Linked DNA regions of Anser cygnoides: region 1 is linked to region 2. The links are chromatin contacts, called in public Hi-C maps. All regions are on one chromosome and are shown on one strand. The core of a region is the stretch at or near the end of the contact, and the rest is flanking DNA. Distances in the headings are between cores, read along the strand shown.

Region 1 (6,107 bases), core at 1,709-4,208, 270 kb before region 2:
GGCACCCATCCCCGAGTCCCCAGATCCCCATCCCCAAACCCCCATCCCCAAACCCCCATCCCCAAACCCCCATCCCCAAAACCCCAAACCCCCATCCCCAAACCCCCAAACCCCCATCCCCAAACCCCCATCCCCAAAACCCCAAACCCCCATCCTCAAACCCCCAAACCCCCGCGCCCCGGGGAGGGCCCCTTCGCTCTCCGCACCCCGCAGAAGGATGCTGGGGTCCCCCCGCCGTGGGAGGGGGGGGGACACGCTCGGCTCCCCCCCCACCTCGCCGCTCTCCTGCCCGCGCTATTTTTAGATCAATCTCCAGCATCGATTAAGAAAACGCCGGGGCCGGGAGCAGCCGCCGGGGGGGGGGGGACGGCGTCGCCGAGGGGCTCGGCAGGGTGGGTCCCTTCCATCCTTCCCACCCCACGGGGCTGAACCTTGGGGGGGATTGGGGACCAGAAGGGGATCGGGGACCTTCATGGGATCGGGGACCTCAATTGGGTCGGGGACCAGCCCATCCGGGTGGCTCCAGCCCGTCCCTGAGCATGACGGAGCAAACGCACCCGGCCTGTCCCCTACCCGCCTCGGGGACACGCCGCGCTCAGCACCACGCCGCGCTCAGCACCGTCACGGGCAGAGGTGCGGGACCGAGCCCCCCCACCAGCCCCGGCACCCATGGGTGGCACCCAGGAGGGTCAGGGCCGATGGGTGCTCGTGGCATGGAGGGACCTGCGGGGACACGGGGACCCGAAGGCCGTGGGGACGAGGGCTGCTTGTGGGGTGGGGCTGGAAGGGCTTGGGGACAGCGCTGCGGGACGTGGGGACGCTGCTGCGGGCAGGCAGGGGGCTGATAGGGCTGAGCGCCCCCCCGGGAACCCCACTAAAGGGAACCCCACCAAGGGGAACCCCACTAAAGGGAACCCCGCCAGGTCTTTTCCTGCAGGGACACCCCCAAAAAAAGTGAGACACAAACCCAGGGAGGGGACACCAGCATCGTCACCTGCTGCCACCGCACCTCCCCGAGCCCCCGGTGACCCCTTCCACCCGGACGGGAACTGCCTGGCCCGGTGGGAACACGGGGACAGGGGGTGACAGAGGCTCCCGGAGGCCGAGGTCCCTCCTGGGGGGTGACACCGCACCCCAAACCCTGCCCGAGCAGGGCCCAGCACCCCCCTGAGCCGTGGCTGAGCTCCGCTGGGGGGGGGGAAACTGAGGCAGGGACGGGCACGGGATGCCCGCGGGCGTTACGGGGGGCAGGACGCCAGGACCCCTGCCCCCAAGGTGGGTGGGGGGACCCTCTCCCGAGCCCCCCCCCCCTTTCCCCGAGCCACTCTGGGCGCTGCAAATGAGCCGTGCAGCAGCCCCAGATGGTGCGTGGCCGTATTTAGCGACAGCGAGATGCTCGCCGCGCAGACGGCCCCGCGCTCGCCCCCGCGCCGCCGGCACGCTCCCCTCGGCTGGGGGGCAGCGCGCTTGGGGCCGGCGGGATCCTGGAGGAGCCCCCCCCCCCGCTCCCCTCCCCCCCCAATAATTCCTGGCTTTTTCGGCACCCTCGAGCCATCGCAGGGCTCCTCGTGTGCCCGGTTAGCGAGGGCACGTGGCGTTCCCAAACCCGCCTGGCCCCGGAGCCCGCCAGCCCGCGGGATTTGGGGTCGGAGGAGGACCTGGGGGTGCTCGGTGTGGGGCCAGGGGGGGGCCAAGTGAGCTCCGCACCCGGGTTCCCAGCCCCTGAGCGGCGCGGCCGCGTCCCCTGGACATGCAATACCTGCTGCTATTCTGGGGCCGCACGCCGAGCCAAGATGGTTTTGCAATGGGCTCCCACGGCCGGGCCCCGCTGCCCGAGCCCCCCCCAGCCCCCCGTTGCCGCAGCCGGGCTCTGCCGGCCCCCGGGGTGCCGCCGGCCACCCTGTGTGTGTCCCCCCCCCGCCCCAGTGTCACCCCACAGAGCTGGGGGGGGCCTGCGGGTGAGCCCCCCGCCCTGGGGCCCGTTGGATGCCCTCCAGCAGGGGTTGAGCAAGCAGGGGGGCGGCGTGGGGGCCGGGGGGGGCCCCGTAACCCTACACCCACCCTGGGCAGCCCGAAGGTGCGGCGCTGAGCCAGCCAACGGCTCCGGCACAGCACCCGGAGCCCCTCGGCCGTCCCCGACCCGCGGGGGCTGCGTGGCCCCCAGCCCGTGGGGGGGCTTCTCCGGGGGACAACGGGGCGCGGGGGTGTCCCCCATGGTTAGGGCCCGTCGCCGGGGTCGGGGTCGATGCGGCCACACCGCCCCCAGCCCCGTGCGCCCCGAATCGGCGTGTCTGTCCCACGCAGCACCCCGTGTCCCCCCCCCCCCCCCCCCAGCACCCACGCTGCTGCACGGCACCCAAGGGTGCTGCCAGCACCGCTGCTGTCACCAGGGGGCTGCTCGGTGCCACGCCGTGCCCTGCACCCCCGGGGACGGCACAGGGTCCTCTCCGTGTCCCTTGGGGGGGGGCTCCAAAGCACCCCACGGTCCCCACCCAGTGCCCCCCCCCACCCAGTGTCCCCCGCCCTTCAGTGTCCCCCACCCTTGGTGTCCCCCTCCCTCGGTGTCCCCCCCTCCCCAGTGTCTCCCTCCTGGTGCCACCCCCTCCCGGTGTTCCCCCCGGTGTCCCCCCCCCGTTGTCCCCCCCTCCAGTGTCCCCCCCCCCCCTCCGGTGTCCCCACCCCGTTGTCCCCCCTCCCCCCGTTGTCCTCCCCTCCCGGTGTCCCCCCTCCCGGTACCCCCCCCCCTCCGGTGTCCCCGGTGTCCCCCCCCCGGTGTCCCCACCTGCTCCGCCGCCTCGGGGTCGAGGTGCGGCTCCAGGAGCGGCACCGTGAACTGGATCTTGCGGGGGCTGTTGGGCTCCATGGCGGGCGGCTCCTCCGGCGCCTTCCCGGTGCTTACCGGAGGCTCCCGGAGCCGCCCCGGTCCCGCCCCGGTCCCGCCCCGGTTCCGCTCCGGCCCCCCCCCCCCCCCGAGAGCGTTCCCGGAGCCGCCCCCGGTCCCGGTGCTGAGCCCGGCCCCGCTCCGCCCGCCCCCCCTCCCACCCGGAGCCGCCCCGGTACCGGCGATTGGTTGCCGGACGGACAGACGGACACCGGCACGGACAGACGGACGGACACCGGCACGGACACCGGCACGGACAGGCGGACAGACGGACAGGGGCACCGCGCAGGGCGAGGGGCGCAGCGCAAGGGTGGTGGTGGTTTGGGGGGGGGGCGCTGGGACAGACAGACGGACGGACGGACGGACGGACAGACGGACAGACGGACAGACAGACGGGAGGAGGCAGGGGCAGGCAGGCAGGCTGGCGGACGGACGGACGGACGGACGGACAGACAGACGGACGGACGCCGGCAGGGGAAGGACAGAGGGACAGGCGCGGCCACCGGGGCAGACGCAGAGGGACGTGGGCGAAGGGGAGCGCGGGGGACAGACGGACCCCGGGGACGGACACACGGACGGGGCGCAACGCGGGCACGCGGCCGGGACTGACGGACGCTGGGGCAGGGCGACGCGTGGGGACGGACACGCGTGGGGACAGACGGACACGCTGGGGCACACGGATGGTGGGACACGGGTGGTGGGACACAGGGGCGGCAGGACGCACGGACAGCAGGACACACGGACAGCGGGACACAGGGGCAGCAGGACACAGGGGCAGCAGGACACAGGGACAGCAGGACACACGGACAGTGGGACACACGGGCAGCAGGACACACGGACAGCAGGACACAGGGACAGCGGGACACAGGGACAGCAGGACACACGGACACACGGGGCAGACACACGCCCGCACTGGGACAGACACACGGACGTGGCCATCAGGACCCGCAGGGACACGGGTCCTGCGCAGGCAGGGACAGACACACGGCCAGACCCTCGGAGCACGTGGCCACCGGGGTGCGGGGACGGCAGGACGGACGGATGCAGGGACAGACGCCCGGACAAGGCCAGGCACCAGCAGCCGGCCGCTCGGAGGGCACGGCACGAGCAAAGTCCACACGTGCTGCGCCCCGGGCCCGCTGCCCACGGGGGCAAATTCCCCTGGGGCATCGATCGCCCCCCCCCCCCCCAGCCCCCACGGGGCCCGTCCCTGCCCGCGGAGGTGACCCTGCGCCCCTCGTCCCCATTGTCCCTCGTGACTGCAGGGGGGGACGTGGCGCGGTGTCACCCCCAGGGCGGCTGCCTCGCCGATTTTGGTGGCCCAAAAGGGGACGCTGGCCTCCCCCGTGGTGGTGGCGGGGACGGGGTGGCAGCAGGAGGCCCGAGTTTCCTGCGGACTTCACGGTGGCAGGTCCCTGGATGCCCCGTGCCCCCGGGAGAGGCCGTCCTAAAAAAAAAAGGGTGAAAGATTTAGGGACAAGGAGGGGACAAGCGCTGCCCTGCACCCCGTGCCACCCCCCCCACGGGCTGGGACACTGCCATGTGGCAGCCCCTCTGGATGGGCACGGGGCCACGTCCCCGGTGTCCCCAGTGCTGCTGCAGCCCGGGGGTGTTTTTTGGGGGTGTCCCCAACCCTGTAGGGGACACAGCGGGGACAATGACCCCCCTCCAGCCAGGGTGGAACCCCCCTTGGCAAGGTGTGACACCCCCCAGAGCGGTGACGGGGACAGGGGTGACCTCTGCTCTACAGCATCGGCCACCCTGGGGGGCTGGGGGCTGTGGGGGACGAGGACACCGCGGTGGCCAACCCCGAGCTTCGCCCCCGTGCTCGGAGTGATGAATTTTGGGGCCCCCGGTGCCCGGTTCCAGCGGCCCCGGAGGCACCGTGGGGGCTTCGTGCTCTGGGGTGGGGGGAGCTGATGGACCCCGGGGTCCTGTCCCAAAGCCACCAGAGCCACCCCCCACAGGGTCTCCTCCTGGTGGCTCTCACGGGCTTGTGTCCCCAGCCTCTGCCACCCCCCCCCCCCAGCAAAGCTTCCCCAAAACCCCTCGGCAAGGGGCAGAGCCCCCCCCCAGGACACAGCCCCCGACTCCTGGGGCTGCCGGATCCGGCCCAGGGTGCTGGCTGCCAGGAGGTGGGGACAGAAATAGGGGGGGGGACGCGGTGGCAGCGCCGCAGCCGCAGCCCTAAAAGCGCGTCCCATCACTTATTCATGCCGCGGGAGGCTCCGGCAGCGGGAATTAGCTAACTAGGTCAGGCAGGAGGGGCCGCAGAGCCGCTCGCCCCCCCCCCCAATCCGGGATGCTCTGCCCGTGTCCCCCAGGCCTGTCTGGGCAGAGGAGCTGGCACCACGCGTGTCCCCAGGGCGGGAGGGGGCAGCGGGGACGGCGGCACCTCTGGGTGCTGCAGGTTCGGGACCGGACGCTGCTCTCCCCCCCCCGTGTGGCACGAGGACGGGGCAGCAGCCTGCACGCCACGCTCTCCATCGTGGTCTGGAGCTGGGGGAAAGGCACCAGGAACCCCGAAATGCTCCTAAAACCGTGTGCCCCCCCCCCCCCCGCCCTGCTCGTCCCCTGGGGGTGTCCGGCTCCGACGTCACGCAGCGCCGTTAATTATTGATGCACCAAACGCTCGCGTGCAGGCGGCCCCGCAGCACCCCGCTGCTCCGGGGGGGGGCTCGGTGGCCCCAGCCGGGCTGTCCTCGGTGCTGGGGTTCAATCCTGCGCCACCCCCAGCCTCTCCTGGAGGCGGGAGTGGTGAAATGGAGGATGCTGCGGGTGATGCTCCTGGGTTTTGGGGTACGTCTCCCCGCACGGGGTCCTCTCCTGGGGTCCCCTTGGTCGGGGGATGACGGGACATCCCCAGCCGTGCCTCCTCCCAGCTCCCCTCCCTCTCCATCCCTTCCTCCCCTGCAATTTTCCGGCCTCCTCCAAGCAACGAGGACACAAAACAGCAGCCGGGACCTCGCCCTCGTGCTGTCAGCAAATAACCGCGGCTCCCTGGGGCTGCCCGCGTGCGCTCTCGGCTCGGCCCACTTCCATTTTACTCCTCGCCGGGCTTTTACGGGAAAATCCTGCCCGGCTTCGATCCGGCCTTGCCCTGCTCGGCCTCGTCCTGGGAGCCTTGGATGCGGCCCCAGCTCGGCGGCGGGGAGGAGGCTTCAAAGCCCAGGAGCTGCTGGGGAAGGTGGAGGGGAAAGCGGCTTCAGAGCCGTGCGGCGGCGGG
Region 2 (5,667 bases), core at 2,386-4,885:
GACAGTTCAGCTTTGCGCTGTTGTGCGTTCGGAAGCTGGGGTCGGCTCAGCCCTGGTTTCAAATAGGTGGCTTTATCTGGAAGCACAGTTTTAAAGGAAATGGTCAGTGGGGAAATTGGTAATGTTTAGAGCAGGAAGGTGGGAGTTGAGAATCCTATCTGATAAGTCAGCCAGGGAGCATAAGAATTCACCTTCGTGTGTTGGACCTCTTGATGTTTCTCTGACATTTTCCCCTATTCAGCAGTCGCGTCGCTGTGCTTATCTCCTTCAGATCCATGAAACAATAGAGACAATTAACCAGCTGAAGACCCAGCGTGAGTTCATGCTGAGTTTTGCCCGAGATCCTCAGGGCTTCATCAATGACTGGCTGCAGTCCCAGTGCCGGGACTTGAAGGTAAAAGCTTCATCTTGTGGGGAAGCTGGATCCAGTCACACTCTTTACTCATTATTACCAGCTCCCACAGAGAGAGAGAGGGAGAGAGGCAATTTCCTTTTCAGAAAGCAAGACTTGTATTGAAGTCAAGGATAAGGACCTGACCTGACTGTACTGATGTTTCTTTGAGGAAGGGCGTGTGTGCGTGCAGGCTTGCTCAGCACAGCCAGAGCTTTCACGCTCCCTGAACTGTTTTGTCCTTTGTGCTTTCCAGACGATGACTGATGTTGTTGGGAATCCTGAAGAGGAGCGTAGAGCTGAGTTCTACTTCCAGCCGTGGGCTCAGGAAGCTGTGTGCAGATACTTCTACTCCAAGGTGAGCGTCCCCAAGCAGGTGTCCCCCCTCTGTACCTGGTGGCTCCACATACCTGTCGCTCCTTTTTCACTGCTGGTGAAAAGTGGCATTGCTAAGCCTCACTTGTAGGCGCTGCTGATGCATCTTGGTCCCGGTTTGGACTCACTCTTTTCCCCCTGGGCCCTGTGGTACTTGGATGCTGCGCTGCTGTCTGTGTTAATGCTGCAACTCTGGCTTCTCTCGCAGGTACAGCAAAGACGGCAGGAACTAGAGCAGGCCCTGGGAATCCGCAACACATAGGCCGCTCCGCTCCTCCCCAGCCAGAAGGCATCACAGCTACTTGTGGAGACAGAGCTGCAGAGTACGCTGTTACAGCTCACGTAATCCCACTCCGGCACTGAGGCCTGCACCATTATCCATCCTGGCATTGCCCCTGTTGGGGCAACTCTAGGACACCTGGGGTCTTCTGGGGAGTGGCAAGCAGACGGGCTCCAACGAGCACACACTTCTACCTGGTTTTCTTCCTGACTGTTGCCTTGTCAGTCCCAGGGCTTCTGAGAGCCTTTCTGTGACTCCGTACTGCCTGTAGTGTCCCCGGTAGCCAGTATGAATGCTGACTTGGAGCTTTTCTCAAGTTCAGAAACCACAGCCCGTTCCTCCTCAGCTAGCATCTAGTTGTGGCACACGTGAGACCTGGGTCTGGGAAGCCTGGACCTGCTCTAAGGGTGGAGCTCTGCGGCTAGTCTAGTCCCTGCCTCTTTTTGTAGCAAGGTACCAGGAGATGGAGCGGGCAGGATGCCACGAGCTGACATACCTCCCAGCCCTCCCCTCCTTCACGCGGAGGGTGCTGCTGCACTGGGCTGCCCCACAGGTCACTCTCCTCCTTGAGGAAGTTACCGGACTGTGTAGAGAATCGCTTCTTCTCTTGTCCCTTTTTTTTCCTGTCCTGCTCCCTTCATGTTTATGACAGACTGTTTTAGGCTGGGAATCACAGGGGAGATGAAGCATTGGCTTACCGCAGGGGTGTGCAAGATCTGGAGTGCTGAGACTTCACTGCACTTCAAAACACTTGGGGTTCCAGCAAGCCACCTGGCTGCTTGTTTTCCCTGTAGCAGGGAGGGAGGATGCAACAGCTGCCCGTGTAATTGTGCAGGGGTGGGGTGTTGTACGCTCATTCCTTCGGGACAGTTGTCATATGTCACTTGCTTTGGGGACCAGAGGCTCCTTTGTGTGGACCTGAGTGTAACAGGACCGTCCTTGGGAATGGATGTAGCTCCAAGCATATGTGAGTTAGGAGATGTTTCCATGCTGAAGCTCCTGTGGTTTTTAGTCAAGTTTTAGGTTCCAGGGCTGCCATAAGGCCCAGCATGGATCAGGAATGTACAAGTAGACTTTCTTTACTGTGGGGAGTAGCAGCCCCCATGCCTCGTCATGGAACTATTTACTAGTGAACTAGTGGTCAGGTGTAAGAGAGCGGCTTCTCTAACCCGGATCTCAGTATTTCTGCTCGGGACTAATGCAAATGGACTCAAAAGTTGGTCATATTCTCTTGGAACAGCTGCAAAGCCACGTTACTGACAAGCCCCCCTCATCCCCACACCCGGCTCTGGTGTGGTTGGGAAGGTTACTATGAATTTGGGAGCCTGGGTGGCCCTACTCCTTGTGTCTGTGTTACTACATGTCTGTGAGTAATAGGCTCTCGACTTCCCTTCTCCTTTACCCTCTTTGAAATGGCTCCTCTGTGGTACTGGGGTGAAGGTCTTGGTGCTGGTGAAGCAGCCCACTGACTCCTCAGGGTAGTCACACATGAAGGATGCTGAGTACTGCGTAGGCAAACATAGCTGTTGCAGAGTAACTGCTTTTCTTAACTGAATATTATGGGTTTTTCCATGGACCAAAATTTTTTTTGTACTGTATCCTTGTAGATGTCACCCAGTTTTAATAAAAGCCTCCTGTGAAGGAAGCTGTCCTCCCTCCTTCTGTGCTGACAGCACACTTTCTCTCAGCAGCTGCCTTGGTGGATGATACCTCATGTATTTGCCTGGGAAGGGACAGGATTATTTTCACTTTATTTTTTTAACTGGTTTAAGAAACTGCAGAGAAAACGTTCATCACGTTTTGGCCTTTCATACAGCGTCTTTCAGGTAAGGATCTGTGGCTTGCAGCGCCCACTAAGCCTTTGCAGAGTGCTTTTGTGGTAAATAAGCAAAGTAACTTGAGCAAACCTGGAAATCCAGTGGCCAAGGTGCTGATAAAATCTAGACGGCCCGGTATTCACACCGCCGTGCAGAACGGTGACAGCCTGTTGTAAGCCCCGCGGGATTCAGGTATGATTTTGAGGAAACTGTATTAAAGGTTCCAGAGATGGGTTTAAAGGCATGCGAAAGGGGCTTCGCTCTTTGCACCCTGCCTTGGTTATCGGAGTAGAAATGTAACGCTTTACAGAAAACTTGTAAAGCCTCGCTGCAAGAGAAAGAGATCCTCTGCGTCTAGAAGAAAGGGCGCTTCGCGTAAGGCCAAGCAGTCGGTGCTGCTGCTGCTTAGCGCTGGGATGAAGGCTGGCGTTGCCTCCTGGCTCTGCAGTCAGATGGTTCACGTCTCCCACCCGGGGAGGTGACACGACGGGACGACGCTTCTTTGGGGGCAAATAAAATGCTTTTATGCGGCAATCTGAGGGGAGGGAGAGGGGGGGAAGCCGCTGGGCACTCACCGTTCCCGGCTGCGCTGAGATCGGCGAGCCGAGCGCCTTCGCTTCGGGGCAGCGATCTGCAGCCGCCGGGCGCTGGCTTGGCTTCCCCGGAGCCGCGAGCACCGGCTGCGGCCGGGGCCAGCGACCTGGGCGGCCCCCCGGGGCCGCGGGTGCCCGGTTTGCCCCCGGGGCGGAGCGGGAGGCGGGCTGGGGCCGCCCCTGCTCGGGGGCAGCCTTCAAATACCGGCGGCGGGCTCGGCACGGAGCAGCGCTGCAGCTCCTCGCACCATGGGCGGCAAGAAAGTGTGCGTCGTGGGCTCCGGCAACTGGTGAGCAGCCGGTGGCCGGGCGCTGCGGGTCCCCTCCCGGAGCACGGAGCTGTCCCCGGGACACCGGGACCCCCGGGCAAGGGCCGTGGGGTGCCCCGGGCTCCCCGGTGCCGGCAGCCTCGGTGCCTACGGCTCCGCTCTGCCCGTGCAGGGGCTCGGCCATCGCCAAGATCGCGGGCAGCAACGCGGCGCGGCTGAGCACCTTCGAGAACCTGGTGAGCATGTGGGTGCTGGAGGAGGAGGTGGGCGGCCGGCGCCTCACCGAAATCATCAACACGGAGCACGAGAACGTCAAGTACCTGCCGGGACACAAGCTGCCCCCCAACGTGGTGAGTGTGGCCTTCCCTGCCGAGCTCGAGAGCCGGCGCTGGCAGCCGGGCTCCCCGGTGACAGGTAATAAAAAGCTGCGCTGGGAGCTGCCGCGGCCCCGCGTGCTGGCTGTGCGAACGGGGATGCACGGGGCTCGCTTACACGTTCCCAGTGACCTTGCAGCGCGCTTGGATGAGCCGCAGCCCTGGCCACCCTCGCTGCCCACCTTTGCCCCTGCTCTGGCATCCCGCAGCCTGGGCTTGAAGCCACGCGGCTGCCTCCGAGCTGGCATCAGCGGTGCGCGGCGAGCCCGGGCGCTGTCGTCCTGTGACCGTACACTCAGCCTTTTGTGCTGCCAAGCTCCAGCCCCTCTGCCCCGCCAGCCTTTGTGTCCGTCCTCTTACGGGGAAACCCCACGCACTTGTCCTCCAGCCCCTGCTCCCCTCGTCGTGGACAGGGGCAGGCCCCTCGCCATGAAAAATCGGGTGCAGGTCCTGACGGTCCCACCCTGCAGGTGGCAGAGCCAGACCTGCTGAAAGCCTGCGCCGGGGCCGACGTCCTCCTGTTCGTGGTGCCCCACCAGTTCATCGGCAAGGTCTGCGAGCAGCTCAAGGGCCACGTGAAGAAAGGCGCCATCGGGGTGTCGCTCATCAAGGTGCGAGCAGGAGGAGCGCCGCCCTGGCAGCCGGGGGTTACAGCTTGTGCGGGGCTGCAAAGGGGAGCCAGGGGGGTCTGGGAGCAGAAAGTGGGCTCTGGGGTTTTGGTGGCGTACAAGAGGGGTGTGGGAAGTCTTCGCGGGGGTCTGGAGGTGTGTTCGTGGAGTGGAAAAGGGTGAGGGCATGCAGGGGGTCTGAAGCGCTGCGAGCGGGGCGCAGCTGAGCTTGGGGGGGGCTGTTGGGGCGACAGCATCGCAGGATGGGGAGTGACGGGGTTGGGACAGCGGGGGCCAGGTCCCGCTGGAGGGGACAGGTGCTCATCTCTGCCCCTGGCTGTCTCCCAGGGGGTGGACGAAGGACCAGACGGGCTGAGGCTGATCTCAGACATTATCCACGAGAAACTGGGAATAGAGATGAGCGTCCTCATGGGGGCCAACATTGCTAATGAAGTGGCAGAAGAGAAGTTCTGTGAAACAACCATCGGTAAGGAGCCAGCATCCCTCCTCATTAGCAGCCACCGTTTCTGACGAGCGGGAAGACGTAAAGGGGGGAGCGTGGTGCTGCCTAGGGAGAGCCGTCCCTTTTTCCCTGTGAAGGCAGTGAGGCTCCGTAGGAGCTCGATGAACTGATTCACAGGGTTTGCAGTGTGATTGCTCCCTTCATTAAAAACAGGGTTGTGTGTCTGAAAGCTCCTGCCAGCACTGACTAGGAGCATCTGGCAGTTGGCCTGGTACAAGTGAAAGGGACGGACACTGAGAGACCCTTTAGGAAATAGAGTTCACCTACCTTTATCTCACTGGGCTTCAAGGGACAATCACCTGGATCTCATGTCCTTGCTAGCCAGGGCTACTTGAGAGTTCATCTGGCGGCAGCTCCTGACATCCTCCGCACTGTTTGTGAACCGTACACAGCAGCCAAAACCAACAGAACAGTTCTCTGGGTTAGAAGTTACAAGA

Evidence for each region. Hi-C and Micro-C count contacts between places; a contact is called where the count stands out from the background.
Region 1: a contact with region 2 is called in a Hi-C map of liver, with 4 times the contacts expected there. The contact joins the promoter of PPP1R1A here to the promoter of GPD1 in region 2. A contact is called at or near these places in 2 of 7 Hi-C or Micro-C datasets (both in liver).

What each region holds. Positions count from the first base shown.
Region 1 is chr32:1,882,648-1,888,754 of Taihu_goose_T2T_genome, reverse strand. It overlaps PPP1R1A (protein phosphatase 1 regulatory inhibitor subunit 1A), which reads right to left and starts at 2,958. Exons shown (of 7, transcript XM_066985603.1): 1 at 2,783-2,958. The coding sequence starts at 2,863. TESPA1 (thymocyte expressed, positive selection associated 1) reads left to right here and starts at 5,574. Exons shown (of 12, transcript XM_066985596.1): 1 at 5,574-6,107.
Region 2 is chr32:1,618,435-1,624,101 of Taihu_goose_T2T_genome, reverse strand. It overlaps GPD1 (glycerol-3-phosphate dehydrogenase 1), which reads left to right and starts at 3,635. Exons shown (of 8, transcript XM_048052888.2): 1 at 3,635-3,746; 2 at 3,898-4,075; 3 at 4,570-4,710; 4 at 5,056-5,194. The coding sequence starts at 3,706. It overlaps SMARCD1 (SWI/SNF related, matrix associated, actin dependent regulator of chromatin, subfamily d, member 1), which reads left to right. Exons shown (of 13, transcript XM_066985804.1): 11 at 272-394; 12 at 648-749; 13 at 975-2,691. The coding sequence ends at 1,028.